Linked DNA regions of Mus musculus: regions 1 and 2 are each linked to region 3. The links are chromatin contacts, called in public ChIA-PET maps. All regions are on one chromosome and are shown on one strand. The core of a region is the stretch at or near the end of the contact, and the rest is flanking DNA. Distances in the headings are between cores, read along the strand shown.

Evidence for each region. ChIA-PET counts read pairs in DNA pulled down with a chosen protein or histone mark.
Region 1: an RNA polymerase II ChIA-PET map of memory CD8 T cells shows a contact between it and region 3, with 9 read pairs. The contact joins two enhancer-like sites. A contact is called at or near these places in 12 of 484 Hi-C or Micro-C datasets (the G1E-ER4 cell line, Sertoli cells, adipose-derived mesenchymal stem cells and 8 more) and 1 of 115 datasets of contacts at active chromatin or transcription factors (memory CD8 T cells).
Region 2: an RNA polymerase II ChIA-PET map of memory CD8 T cells shows a contact between it and region 3, with 62 read pairs. The contact joins two enhancer-like sites. A contact is called at or near these places in 1 of 115 datasets of contacts at active chromatin or transcription factors (memory CD8 T cells) and 1 of 9 other capture datasets (embryonic stem cells).

What each region holds. Positions count from the first base shown.
Region 1 is chr14:65,373,049-65,377,369 of GRCm38.p6, reverse strand. The region is part of intron 1 of Zfp395 (zinc finger protein 395); the gene reads right to left. Among named protein-coding and RNA genes, the nearest start is that of Zfp395, 17 kb to the right of the region's middle. Within about 2 kb of position 2,444, at least 283 of the 459 cell types and tissues checked have an H3K27ac peak or open chromatin away from gene starts, as enhancers often do. A contact at or near this core is called in embryonic fibroblasts and memory CD8 T cells, where this site is marked.
Region 2 is chr14:64,731,678-64,736,304 of GRCm38.p6, reverse strand. Kif13b (kinesin family member 13B) reads right to left here. Exons shown (of 40, transcript NM_001081177.2): 11 at 1-157. Among named protein-coding and RNA genes, the nearest start is that of Gm26225, 20 kb to the left of the region's middle. Within about 2 kb of position 1,659, at least 29 of the 459 cell types and tissues checked have an H3K27ac peak or open chromatin away from gene starts, as enhancers often do. A contact at or near this core is called in memory CD8 T cells, where this site is marked.
Region 3 is chr14:65,068,270-65,072,855 of GRCm38.p6, reverse strand. The region is part of intron 3 of Extl3 (exostosin-like glycosyltransferase 3); the gene reads left to right. Among named protein-coding and RNA genes, the nearest start is that of Gm52118, 24 kb to the right of the region's middle. Within about 2 kb of position 1,760, at least 134 of the 459 cell types and tissues checked have an H3K27ac peak or open chromatin away from gene starts, as enhancers often do. A contact at or near this core is called in embryonic fibroblasts and memory CD8 T cells, where this site is marked.

The DNA.
Region 1 (4,321 bases), core at 1,195-3,694, 300 kb before region 3:
ATCTCTGCAAGAGCAACAAGTGTCCTTATCCACTGAGCCATCTCTCCCGCCCAAGGCAGGGCCTTAGACAGCACTCAAACTCTGCTCTAAGACTGATTTCATAAGAGGCAGGCCTTATAGTGCAGGCAGGGTTGTGATCCCAGCTAACCGGGAAGTTGAGGCAAGAGGATTCCAAGTTCAAGGCCCGACTAAGCTACACAGTAAGTTCAAGGCAAGCCTGGGGACTTAGTGAGACTCAGTTTCAAAGTTTTTAAAAGATGAAAAGGAGGGGGGGGAGCCAGCATTGAAATAGCATGCACCAAAGCTCTGGGTTCAACCCCTAGCTCTGAACACACACACACACACACACACACACACACACACACACACACACACACAGAGGAAAAGAACGGGCAAAAAGCAGGTAATACATGTATAGGTGCAATCCCTATAGTCCTGAGGAGGCTGAAGCAGGGGAGAACAGCCTAGACAACACAGTAAGAAGATCCTGTTTCAACCAGCAGAAAGTAAATACATACATAACAGAGAGGGAATGTTATGGTTAAACCTGACTGAAACTGGGCTCAAACTCCTCCCCGGAGGAGACAGGGAGATAAAGGAGTGCTGACTTGGCACTCTCCCCAGAGCCAGGCAGGTCTCAGGGGAGGGGACTAGGAGCAGAGTCTCCCCGGGGAGACAGGCCCCAGACAGCTGGCAGCTCTGTGGCTTTTCCCGGCAAGCTTCGGAGCCTGGTGCTGGAGCTCAAAGGGCAAACACTCAGGTGGTTCCCTGTCTACTCTCAATTTAACAGACAATTTGGGGGCTGCTGTTCTTTCCTACCCCAGTAACCCAATAAAACATGGAGGATGGCTCAGGGGAAAAGGTGCCTGTCACCAAGCCCAGGGACCTGAACCACATCCCTGGGTCTCACATGGTAGAAGACTAGAACCACCTCCTGCAGACTAGGCTGTGTTCTGGCCGAACTCCACACGCACATGCGAGGTACAGGCACAGGCACACAGTAAGTGAATGAAAGATCATTTTTAATTTGGAGGGACAGTTGTACCCCTTTTTGCCGTGGAGAAAGCAGGGTCCCTTAAGAAAGCCACTCATTTGCCCAAGATCACCTTAGGAACCCGGTGGGGGAACATTTACAGTCTTGGTGGCTCCTCCTGGGTTTGGTTCTCCCTTCTCCAGGAATTGAGGGGTAGGAAGGGTGACCCAGGAAAGAAGGGGCCTCTGGCGAAAGGAGAGCAGGTGACATTTTCCTCCTTGAAGAGAAGCAGAGCATAGGATATAATTCTTTTTTCTTTCTTCTTTTTCCAAAGAAGTGCTTAGAGCAAGTGCCCTTTAGAACGTGGTCACCATTTGAACGGATTAACCTCAGACCCTGGTGATGCCAAATGAACAGAATGGCTGCTGACGGTGAGCCCACTTGGAAGAGGAGGCTGCAGGGTTCAGACGTCACTCCCTGACATTACCACATTCCCTGACAAGGCCAAATAAACAAGCAGAGGGCTTGGCGGAAGAGGCAAAGTACCTGGCGACGCTCCTGGCTGAAATCAATAGGTCACCCGGCAGCCCTGCACCTTCCCTGTGGCGGAGAACCAGGCTCCGGGTGCCAGCAAATGTGCCGGCGATTCAGGCACCAGGCTGGAGTGTGAGACTTACAACTAACAATGACAAACAGTGTGCGCACATGCAAGGAATACTGTGCCTGCACAGACACTCAACAGGGAGGGTGGAGATCAAGGCACTAACTAAGTACCCCTCAGGAATCAGTGTCCACTCCAGAAGCCACCAGCAACCACCACCTTCAAGTCCGAAGCTCCGCACCTCACCTGTGAGGGTGAGACTGCATCTGCCTCACTGAGCCAATGCCTGCACACTGCGCCAAATCCAGAAGGACCATGTTCCTCTCATGGCCGTGAGGCCCGTGCTAAATAACATAGCAAGTGACTCTGAGCTCTGCACAGCCACTGTCCACCAACAGCCATCTAGGAACTGGCATTGCACCGGGGTACCCGACCAGAACCTGAAATACAACTACTTACTCTCAAGGGAATCCAGAAGCCTACCATGGGTGAGCCACTAATTAACTGGAATCCCAACCAAGCTGACTTCAGCAAGCTAGGGGAAAAGAAATCCAACCTCTTGCTCTTAGAGGCCTCCTGGCCAGCAAACCCCCTGGGGTCAGTCCTCAGTGCATACTCAATGCAAGCCTAGACATTTAGGGAGTCCAGAGAGAGGGAATGTCTGTCTCCCACATGACCAGGCGCCTGTCACCTCTCTTCAGCCACGGTCTGCTCCCCTGCTCACTCCCCTGTGCCTACATCTGTCTTGGGGCCCTGCCCAGGGTGTTCAAGGCTGACTGCCAAACTTCCCCGGGGTGTGGCCTGGCCAGCCTCGTGGAGCAGATCCGGCCCACACTGGCGCTAGGACGCACTTGAGCACTGACTCACCAGAAACCTGGGGCCAGCAGTACCACTGAGCAAAGCCCCAGACCCTAGCCATCTGCTGACACGGCTGTGTCAGGGCCTAGGTCCTGAAGACAATGCTAAGTGGAGGAAGAAGACAAGGATGGTTCCAACCCTGCCCAGAGTAGAGGCACAGGCGCGCGCACACACACACACCTATGACCTAAGAGCACAGGTGCTCATGGCTACTTCATTAGAACGGTTGGTTACAACATCAACAGACAAGCACGGAATAGGAAACTTGACACACAAACCACAGTCTTTCAGAGGCTATGTTCAGGACCAGTCCAATAGCTTTGCTGATTCAGCTACCCAAGCTCCAGTAACTCGATGTGCAGTTCGAAATTTGTACTTCATTTAATCCTCCTAGATAATTCACAAGATATGTGCCCTGGCCATCCCCATTTCCCAGATAAGCAAACTGAGCCCCAGTGAGTTTGAGCAATTTTCCAGAACCACAGACACAGAAATGACAGCTCTCAGCTGGGAGTTCAGATGATCTGATTCCAAGAGGCCTGAACTCTCAGGACAGCCAAGATGGTCACTCACAAATGAGCAGAGGCCAGGCTGCCTAGGCGGGATGACTCCTGAGGTTTCTTGTTAAAGATCTTAACTCACAGCGAGGTCAAAGTGGCATGGGTGGTTGTGGCAGGAAAGGGGAAAGGGGCCCTGGGGCAGTGATCCAGGATGGGGCTTCCCCCAACAGCAGGGCCACCAGAGGAGAAGGCACATATCAGCCCCGGCAGCAAATGAGCTCACTGCTCGACTTTGTGACCTTCAGGAAAAAAAATAAGGCTGCTTTGTTATGCCTTGGTTACTACACCTGTGACATGGTAAAACACGCACGCGCACACACTCACACACAGTTTTTCAAGACAAGGTTTCTCTACATAGCCCTGGCTGTCCTGGCACTCACTCTGTAGGCCAGCTAGACTCAAACTCGGAAAGCCTCCTGCTCCTGCATCCTGAGTGCTGGGACTAAAGGTGTGTGCCACCACTTCCCGGCTGGGGAAATAGTTCAATGAATAAAGAGCTGTAGGGATCAAAATCTGGATTCCTAGAACCCATGTAAACACTAGCCAGACATGGCAGCCCACTTCTAAATCCAGCAATTAGAAGCAGAGCTAGAGGGTCCCACAGAGTAAGCTGGCTAGCTGGATTATCAGCCAGATCGCTCTAGGTTCAGTTGTGAGATTGACAAGAGGAATACAATTGAGAGCAATCAAGGCTCCCAACCTTGGTCTCCACAAAGACAGACACAAGCACACACACACACACACACACACACACACACACACACACACACACGGAGGGGGTGCCTTGATTTTTGCAGTCTCAAAACTCTTCTTCCTAAACAATCTGATTCCCCAGGCCTGAGAGAGAAGATAATGAGGAAATGCGTGTCAAGTACAGAGCTCAGCTATGCAATGAATGTCTCTCTCTCTCTCTCTCTTTCTCTCTCTCTCTCTCTCTCTCTCTCTCACACACACACACACACACACAGCCAACACCTATAAATAGGTATAAATTTGCTGGTCAATTAAAAATACACACACACACACAGCCAACACCTATAAATAGGTATAAATTTGCTGGTCAATTAAAAATAAAGAAAACAGGGATCTTTAAATCAGAAAGAAAAAAATTGTTTAATATATCATATGGAGCAATGAGTTGGGTAGTACAAGAATAAAATAAAGAGGCAGGGTGTGTGTGTGTGTGTGTGTGTGTGTGTGTGCGCGCGTGCGCGTGCATGTTGTCGCCTGTGCAGAGTAGGTACAGGGCACATGTGAAGGTTGGAGGACAGTGTGGGTGTTACTCTTCGCCTTCCACTGTGTTGTTTGCTGGTGCCCTACAAACACCAG
Region 2 (4,627 bases), core at 410-2,909, 340 kb after region 3:
TAATCCGAGCATTCGGATCCTCATTCACCACAGCATGGTTGACGATGTGCTTTGCTCGATCTGCGTACCTCAGGGTTGAGAGGGTTTCGTCATAGTTATCTGCAGCGGGGCTCACAGTGGCCACCATGGCAGTCTTGCTATTACCTCCCAGACTGTCCTACCAGGAAGAAAACAGTGAGGAGTCTTTTAAATTGGAAGAAGACATCACATAAGAAAGCTAAAATCTGAAAGAGTGAAACAGTCCAAGACCAAACACATTTAAGACAAAATAGGGGTTCACATGCAGACCCCCATGAGCCTCAACCCTGAACTGTCTCTTCTCTGCCAATTACTTTTTTTTTTGAAGGGGATTGGGGGTGGTAGCAGTGGCAGGGTTAGAGACAGGGTTTCTCTATGTAGTCCTGGCTGTCCAGGAACTCTCTCTATAGATCATGTTGGCCTCAATCTCAAAGATCTGCCAGCCTCTGCTTCCAGGGCACTGGAACTAACAGCACCTCTATGCTCAGCTCTACCTACTTTTCTTAACAAACAAAAGGAACCACAAACAACCACAAATCCTTTCTTTTTTTTTTCAAGAAAGAATAACAAAACCCAACAAATTAAAGTCTATTTTTTAAGTAAAAATTAATCCAGAGATAGTATATCCCATTTAATAAGCAATGTGATACCATTCTGAGCAGTTTTGCTCACAATGAAAAGACTCCAATGGCTAACCAACCTCAGAGGTACTGGACATGCACAGTGTCAGTTCCTTTGGGGAATTTGGTAGTGCTAGTGATGGGACCCAGGGCTTCTGCACTCAGCAAGTACTGTGCCACTGAGCCACACTCCCAGCCCCAAGGAGGCTTACCTACACTCTCCTCCACAGTGCTGCCTGTCCTCATGGTACAAACAAGTTCTTGGGAACCTTGTCTGGCTCTGAAACCTAAGGGAGGATTAGAGCCCTCTAATCTAATCTAATCCCACCAGAAGCTGAGTTCCAGAAGCTCCGTTTTCTTCCCTCTGCTAGCATTCTAGAAACTAACACATGCTCTACACAATGGCTCCCAAAGCTCATTCAAAGTACTAAAGAAGCTCTTCATCTGCAGGCCCAGTAACTGTTTCCAACAGTCAGGAAAGCGAATGTTAGTCAGGACATTAAAAATAATGAGCTATGTGACTCTGCAGAGCGCTTACAGGGCTCTAGGTTACATACATCTATCTCAGGCCTGAAAAGAAAAAGAGAAATTCTCTGTTGGTCCAGCATGGCCTTGGTGGGGACAAAATGACATAATTTGTACCCCTTTGACAGGACCAGCAGATGTGGGCCTCCAGGAGTGTCAATGGCTGCTGTAGGCTTAAGACTTAAAGCTTACTGTCTCCTAAGAATTAAGGGGCTGGGGTCACAGGATGGTGATTCATAGGATAATTAAAAGGAAACCTGGAGTAAATGACTGGGTTAATATGTAAAATAAAAGACTGGGCTTATGATCTACAGGAGACAAGCTAACAGAAATTTTTTAGAATAGCAAGAGAGAAGTGTTTGGAGAAATGTCTCCAGCAGAACAGCAAGAGCGAGAGCAAGAGCAAGAGCAAGAGCAAAAGAGAAAGAGAGAGCTGTCTGGAGATCTCCAGAGCAAGCAGATCAGACAGAGAGAGAGAAAGCAGATCAGAGGGGAAGAAAGCAGAACAGGAAGAAGCAAGCAGGCTGAGAAGCCACAGAGCACAGGCCGCCAGCTTCGACCCATGATTTGACTTGCAGCGGTTTGTTTTCACCTCTCCCAAACACCCCTCTCTCAGAACCCCTCTCCAAGCTGAGACTGGTCCTTAGCCACCCTCAAAAAATTTAAAATTACTAAATCAACTCCCACTCCACTGACCATGCAAAAGATGTTAAAGGTCACCCCATTTCAGCAGAGACTCTTAGGCATCACAGCCTGCTGAGTCCTAACTAGTGCTGGCTCTTCCCTTGGATGGTCAGCATTTATAGACTGGCCTCTAACTGGCAAAACAGCAAAGGTGACAGAGATGATGGCATGTCATTTCTGATATCGAATTAAAAGCAAATGATGCTCTCTGTTTAGCACTCCTTCTTGCTCTCAGGAGGAGCAAGGTGGCCCTACGAAGAGACCCATAGGAGTGAAAATGGAAGCAGGTCCTTGAAGTCTGCCTATCATCATGGAAGTGACAACACTCTCCCACCTGATTCAGGCCTCTAGATGATTACAGCCTTGGCTTATACGTAAACTACAGCTCATAGGGCCCTGGCTCCAAGCACTTAAAACTGCTTGTGGAGTAAGATGTTACAGGTCAGTAGTTCCATACCATGCAACACTTGGGAGCATTATAAAAAAAAACTAAGCTATATAAAAGAGTCAGGCCTGGGGTGATGGCTCAGTGGGGAAAGCACATGCCATATAAGCATTAGGATCAGAGCAGACTTCCAGCACTCGTGTAAAAGCCAAGTGGACAGCAGCCTACCTATAATCCCAGCGCATGGGACACAAAGGCAGGGCTCCCTGAAGAAAGACAGCTAGACACGCTAAATCAGTAAGTTCTGGGTTCAGGTGAGAGAGCCTGTCCCAGTGTATAAAGTGGAGAGCAATACAGGAAAAAAATCCAACACCAACTAAAGTGCATACACACCCATATACACATGTTTCCAATTACACACATGTACACACACACTACATACACATGCATAAAAAATATTCAGAGCTGAGAGAATGCTTAATCACAAAAGTGCTTGCTTTACAAATGCAGGAACTTGAATTCAGTGCTTCAAATACATGTAAAAAGCTAAACTTGATAGTAGTACCTACAATCCCATGGAGAAAGGTAGATCCCCAGAACTTGCGGGCAAGCCTGACCTACTAGATGAGCTCCATGTGAGAGACTGTCTCAAAAACAGTGAAGGGCCTACAGAGGTTGCTCAGCAGTTCAGAGTACTTACGGCTCTCACAGAGGACCTGAGTTCAGTCCTCAGTACCCAAAAGGTGCTTTACAACACCAGTGTCGGGGATTCTGATGCCCTTTGCCGGCTCCTACATGCTCATGGTGCATTTACACTCACACAGGCCAACATTATATACATACAAATAAAACTTCTAAAATTATGTTTTTAAAGGTGTACAGAGCCTGAGGAACAAAACCTAAGGTTGTCCTCTGGATTCCATATGCACACACTCATGTACATAGACCCACATACATGAACACGTAAAGATTCAATATCCCCTTTCAGAAATGCGACCACAATGAACAACAAAGTCTTAAAATTTAGAGATATTCACTACATAACAAGAAAGCTGACTTAGATTTGGCCAATGTTCACCTTTAGAAAACTCTTAATTTTAAAAATATAGTTTTTCCAATTTTAACACATATAAATTTTTTAGAGAATTTTGTAGTTTTATACATTTCTCTGCCTTTTGTGAATTCAACTATTAGAAGCCCCACTCTATTAGAGAGGAAAGCAGGGTTGTTCTAAAAAACAAAACACAAAAACAAGCAAACAAACCCATCAACAACATGCCTAAGAATCTAGACCTAGCAAACTGGGTACTACTCCACCCCAGGATTTTCCACCTTGACTTCAAACCCCCCTCCCTTCCCACACAGACACCCACAACAAGCACACCAGGCAACCACAACTTCAGGCCTAAAGGCTGAGTCAGATCACCTGACACCACTTCAAATTATTCTGTCCCGACATTAGAAACAAAATAATTCACAAGGTATCAATATCTCAATATGATCAAAAACAATATATATGTATGCTTACTCTTCCATTACTAAAAATTTTGTTTTTCAAAAAAAAAAAGAGAGAGATAATTATATTGAAGAAAATATGCTCTTAAGTATAGAAAGGCAAGAAATGTAACCAATCTGGACTTCGAGAAGTACAGCCAGGACTTCTTGATTCTCTTTTCACTCCTAGACACTAATTTCACATTGTCAGTGCTCCAGTTTGTCATGAGGAGCCCATGCACATTCAGACAGGATAGGAAAGTCTCAAGGACTGCGGTTCCACCTACCAGCGAGGCCACACATCCCCCTAAGGGTTACTGCACAGTCTACCCATGGGCACAGCAAACAAGAATGACAAACAGGACTTGTAACCATAACCACCAGGGGTGAAAGCAAGCTGCCACTGCATGCGTAGGCAGAGAAAAGGAAACTGGGCACACCCCATGCCTGATTTACCAAATGACCAATGTGAGCAACAATATGCTCACATTGCTTGAACAAAAAGGAAAATGTAACAAAAGAATGGGCAGGCATCCAAGAGAAAGTTTACAGTTTCTTGTTTACTCCTTAATTAAGCACATCAGACAAGCTTTGTTTCAAATGTGGCGATGCAAATTAAATGGACACTGGGAAGAAATTTCATTTTAGAAGTCAGAATTTTTCTTTTCAAGCTGAAAGAACTCTGAAATCATCTAATCGAATTACTTCATTGTGCTGCTAGGAAATTGAGACCCAGAAAAGCCGAGAGACTTACCAAATGAAGGTCAGCGTACTAATGCAGACCAGAGCTGGGATTGCTTGCTCTTCCCCTCTTGTGGGGTTTGCCATCTAACAGGAGAGGCAATGCTGTGTAAGAGCTAAACCCAGGGTCTAGAAGCACGAAGAGCAGAAGGAACCTAGG
Region 3 (4,586 bases), core at 511-3,010:
CATCCATCCATCCATCCTTTGGAACTAGAATTGCAGATGGTTATGAGCTGCCATGTGGGTGGTGAGAATTGAACCTGGTTACTTTGGGAGAATAGCCAGTGCTCTTAGCCACTGAGCTATCTCTTCAGCATCTCTTTGAGGAGTCTTTAAAGTTTGTCTAGATTTTATAGTTGTCATCTGTAGGGATTGATTTTGACAGCAGCCCTCCCAGAAGCAGAGCCCTCTAGATCAGTGGTTCTCAGCCTATGGGTTCTGGCCCCTTTGGCAAGCTTCTGTCTCTAAAAATACCTACATTATGATTTTTTTCTAACAGTAGCAAAATTACAGTTATGAAGTAGCAATGAAAGTAATTTTATGGTGGGGGGTGGGCACCGCAGCATCGAAATTGTATTAAAGGGTCACAGCATTAGGAAGGCTGAGAATCACTGCTCTAGATAATTTTCCTTTTTGACACACCAAAAATTTAGTCAACTTTATTTTAGACTGTAGAAAATCGTAGAATGGCCTTTTAAGAACACTCACCAGTCTCTCGGCATGTCCTGTGGTGTTTCAAGGCTTGAGCTGCAGTGGAAGGGACACTTCTGTTTCTTGGCAAGTCCAAGAAAACATTAGTGATTCCAGGCTGGCTTCCAGTGTCCTCTGCTGTCCTGACTGGTGCTGGAATTGAACATGGAGACTTCTGTTTGGGGAATAGTGTGCCTTGCCAACAGCCTGCCTTTAACTTTGTTTCCTACATGGCCTCTTAGTACAGAGAAGAGAGAGATGGGCAGGAACTGCCTCTGGGTCCTTCTTCCCTTGTCACTCCCTGGCTTTCTCCATGGCACATCCTGGAAGCCAAGAGGGCATTGCAAAAGCTCACCCCTCAGAGATGCAATATGTGTATTTTCTCAACCTCTTTGCACTCTATTCTTTAAAATATTACATGTAAACCCGACGGTGGCGAGTCAGTGGGGACAACTTTCACCGCTTCTCCAGAGTGTGTCTGGGTGGCTTGCCCGTTTCCCTTCTTTACCATTCAGGAATGAGCTTCACAGGAAGAATGAAAGCTGCCAGGACTCACGAGTGTAATCAGCAAGAATTGTAGATGTTTAAAGGGCCTATGATCGCTTATGAGTAAATAATATAAATATGTCATGTATAAAACTAGGATTGTAAAGTAACTGTGCAAAGTGTGAGGAAAGCTGGAAGAGGCCGTGCCAGTTTAAAGATGCAGTGGCTTTAGGCAGTGGCGCTGTGTGGAAGGCAGAGGCTTGCTGTTAGGGCTGGAACTTGCCATTTGTAATCCAGCTGGTCCCGAGTTCGGCAGACTGGGACAGGGGTGCCTGCCAAGCCCCGTTTGTGAGCTGTCTCAGCGGTGTCTCAGCGGTTTCTCAGCGGTGCTGAGCGCGGCGGTCTCTGTGTGCATCTTCTCCCTGGAGGCTGCCCTCTGCTTTGTGCTGTCTGAGTAATGTTTTCACAGGCTTCATCAGCACTGCTTTTAAAACTTCAAATAGACGTGCCTCATAAGTTAAGACAGGCACTTTTTCTGTGCATGTTAGCCTCATAGTTATGAATGAAAATGAGTTCATGGTGTTACTCTCAACTCCCACCCCCTTGATTGTTCTTGGCCCCTCCCCCTTGTTCACAGAGTAGGCGACTCCCTTCCCGCACCACCCCCCAAGCTCTTTGATGTTGGTGCTCATGTGTTAGAAACTCATAGATAGATGCGGCTTCCTAGGCCTCAAGCTCTTCATTCCTGAGCTCTGTGGTCTGCTTTAAGTCAGAGGAAGTAGCCGCTGTTTCCGTCTGGTGCCTGTGTGATGACAAGGCTGGCTACGGAAGTGTGCTATGCTCGAGGCATTGTTAGAGGCTGGAGGATGTTAGGCTGGGCTGAGCCAGTGTGAACTTAATGGTGTGAAGTGCTAGGTCTGGATTGCTGTCCTGGCCACTGCCCTGTGCTACGAAGAAGGATGTGACAGGAGTCTGGGCTTCTCTGAAGGATGGTGACAGAAGGCCAGCTGACCTGGGAATGTGCTGTGTGAAGCAAGCCAGTGTTCCTGTGAGTTCCTCCAACATGACTGATGTAGGCCAAGAGATGCTCTCCGCATTAGAAAGCAAGGCTAGGGGTCAGATGTTGTGGTACATACACTATACACTTGTATCGTATCTCAGCATCCAGAGGTAGAGCCAGGAGAACTGCAAGCCTATGTAGCCAGCCTGGGCTACATAGGTGAAGCAGGAAGACTGCATGTTAAAGGCCAGCCTGGGCTACACACTGAGTTCAGGGCCTGCCTGAACAGCGCAGCAAGAGGAAAAAATAAATCGGAGCAAATACTAAGGGGCCTCCTGACTTAGCCCTGTCATTCCTAAGCACTCCCCATTGCGTTGAATGTTTGGGATAGCAGAGCCCACTGCTTCCTGGTTCTGCTTACCTACTTACTCATCCGCGTGGTTATTTGATGTGCGTTGGACATCTTGGAGGCAGGCAGTATATGTACCATTCCTTCTGGTCGATGCCAGCCTCCTAATTGAAGCAGTAATTTGAAAGCTAGTCTTCTGAGTTACCAAAGTGTAACACAAAGTACGTCCGTATACCTTCCTGGCACAATGTAAAGAAACAGCCACTCCTGGGGGCTGGGGTGGAGGACAGTACTGTTGTAATTTGAAACAAAACCCCAACAAAAATGGGCATGTTTTTTAAGTTCCTTTCGGTTGACTCGTGTCTTTGACATTTGCCATGCTTTTCGCAAACTCCTAGAGACCAGTGCAGAGCTGTGTACAGTGCGTTTAGGAATGACTAAGTCTCTGTCAGGATTTTGTTGCTGAAACCCCGCAATGGTTGGCTGCTGAGTTGAGCACCTAGATTCCTCCTGCTCCCACCTCCCCTGTGCTGGGCTGAAGGTTGAAGCCTCCGCATTTGGCTTCCGAATCAGAGCTCTTCCCCCATCTTCCCTCTTAGGCTTCTTGACAGTCATCTCAGGGATGGACTTCAGTGAACTTATGCACAAACTTGCTTGTGAATCCAGTCCAGAGCTTGTCTGCTATTTGATTCCTGGCTTTCTGGTCTAGCCTAGTCAGGTCTTTTAAAGAATAAGGAGGGAGCCAGCTGTGCTGGCATATACCTTTTAATCCCAGCAGCTGGAGGGTGAGGCAGGAGGATCTCTGTGAGTAGAGGCCAGCCTGGTCTACATAGTGAGCTCCAGAACAGCCAGGATAATGTAGAGAACTGTCTCAAGTGGTGGCGTGGGGGAGAACAAGGAGGCCCGTAATTTGGCGCCTGTGAAATGCAGTTTATTTAGCTTTCAGCCGAGGAACCACCAGGTTCACACTGTCAATGAAAATCGGGTGAAATTTGCACAGCTTTTCTGATAGGCTCCACAGCCATGCTGCTTTCTTTGTACTGGTACAGAGCCATCTGCTGGGGCTCTTGGGAAGTGCGGCTTTGGTTGGTGGCTTGGAGATCCAGGGAATGTCCTCGCAGTTTGCAGCTTGGCTGAGTCTCTCAGGCTCTGTTGATAATCTTGCTGGAAATGAATTCACAGAACTGGTAATCTTAAAGAGAAGCCTGGGAAATTGAATTTCTCTATATAACTGCTGGGGCGAGGAGGGGCTGTGTTTGCAGAACTGCCTGAATACAGTGCTATGGGTGAACACAAGGGATGCTGGGAGAATGAATGAAAGACGGGCCATTTGAGTGAGCCGTCACCCTGTCCCATCATGTCTCAGGTGGCCACACAATCTTACCTGATAACTTCTCTGAAACTGGGCGCATTTAAAGGGGTAGGATTTTTACCATCACTAAACTTGCCTTTGGGGCTTGCTACTTATGGCCATCTTCTCACTCACTGGGGAGCAAAAGCTGCTGAAAATAAGGGCTTGGTGGCTCCCTTCCTAGCTGTGTGTGTGTCCATCTGTCCGTCCATCCATCCCTGTTGATGTTGCTGAGGACACAATCCAGGACCTTACACTCTAAGTGAGCCTTCTACCACCTAGCAGTACCTTGTGTGCTCTGTTCTCTCCCTCTAGTACTCTCTCCTTTGCTTTCCTTTAACCTAGTTTGACATTCTCTGCCTGGTAAATGGCCAGTCTTTTTCCTGACCAGAACTTGGCCTCTGTTTTGTTACCACTGAATCTGGGCTTCGGAGACCTTGGCTACAAACCCAGGCTTTTTTGTTTTGTTTTGCTTCTTTCTTTCTTTGCGCTTGCGCCTGCCTGCTTTCCTTCTTTCCTTCTTTCTTTCCTTCCTTCCTTCCTTCCTTCCTTCCTTGGTTAAATATTCTTGGGACAAGGTAAGTTTTTGAATCTGTTGCTGGGCTCTGCCACCTGGAATAGCATAGATCCTTCTTGGTGTTGATGGGGCTGGAACAGCTGTGGATCTGAGGCATGTCTAAAGCAGCCCTCCAGCTAATCTGTTACTTCACATACATTTGTAATTGACATCATTTTCTGTGATGGAACAGGGATTAATAATACATTTTTCAATGGTGACTTTGGGTTGAAGACATTTGCAAAGTTGGCAGGAGTTTAGCAGACAGGGGCCTGGGAATGTGAAGAGCAGGACTTTAGCCAGTTCCAATTGAGACTGCCTCCAAAGTCATGCTGATGTG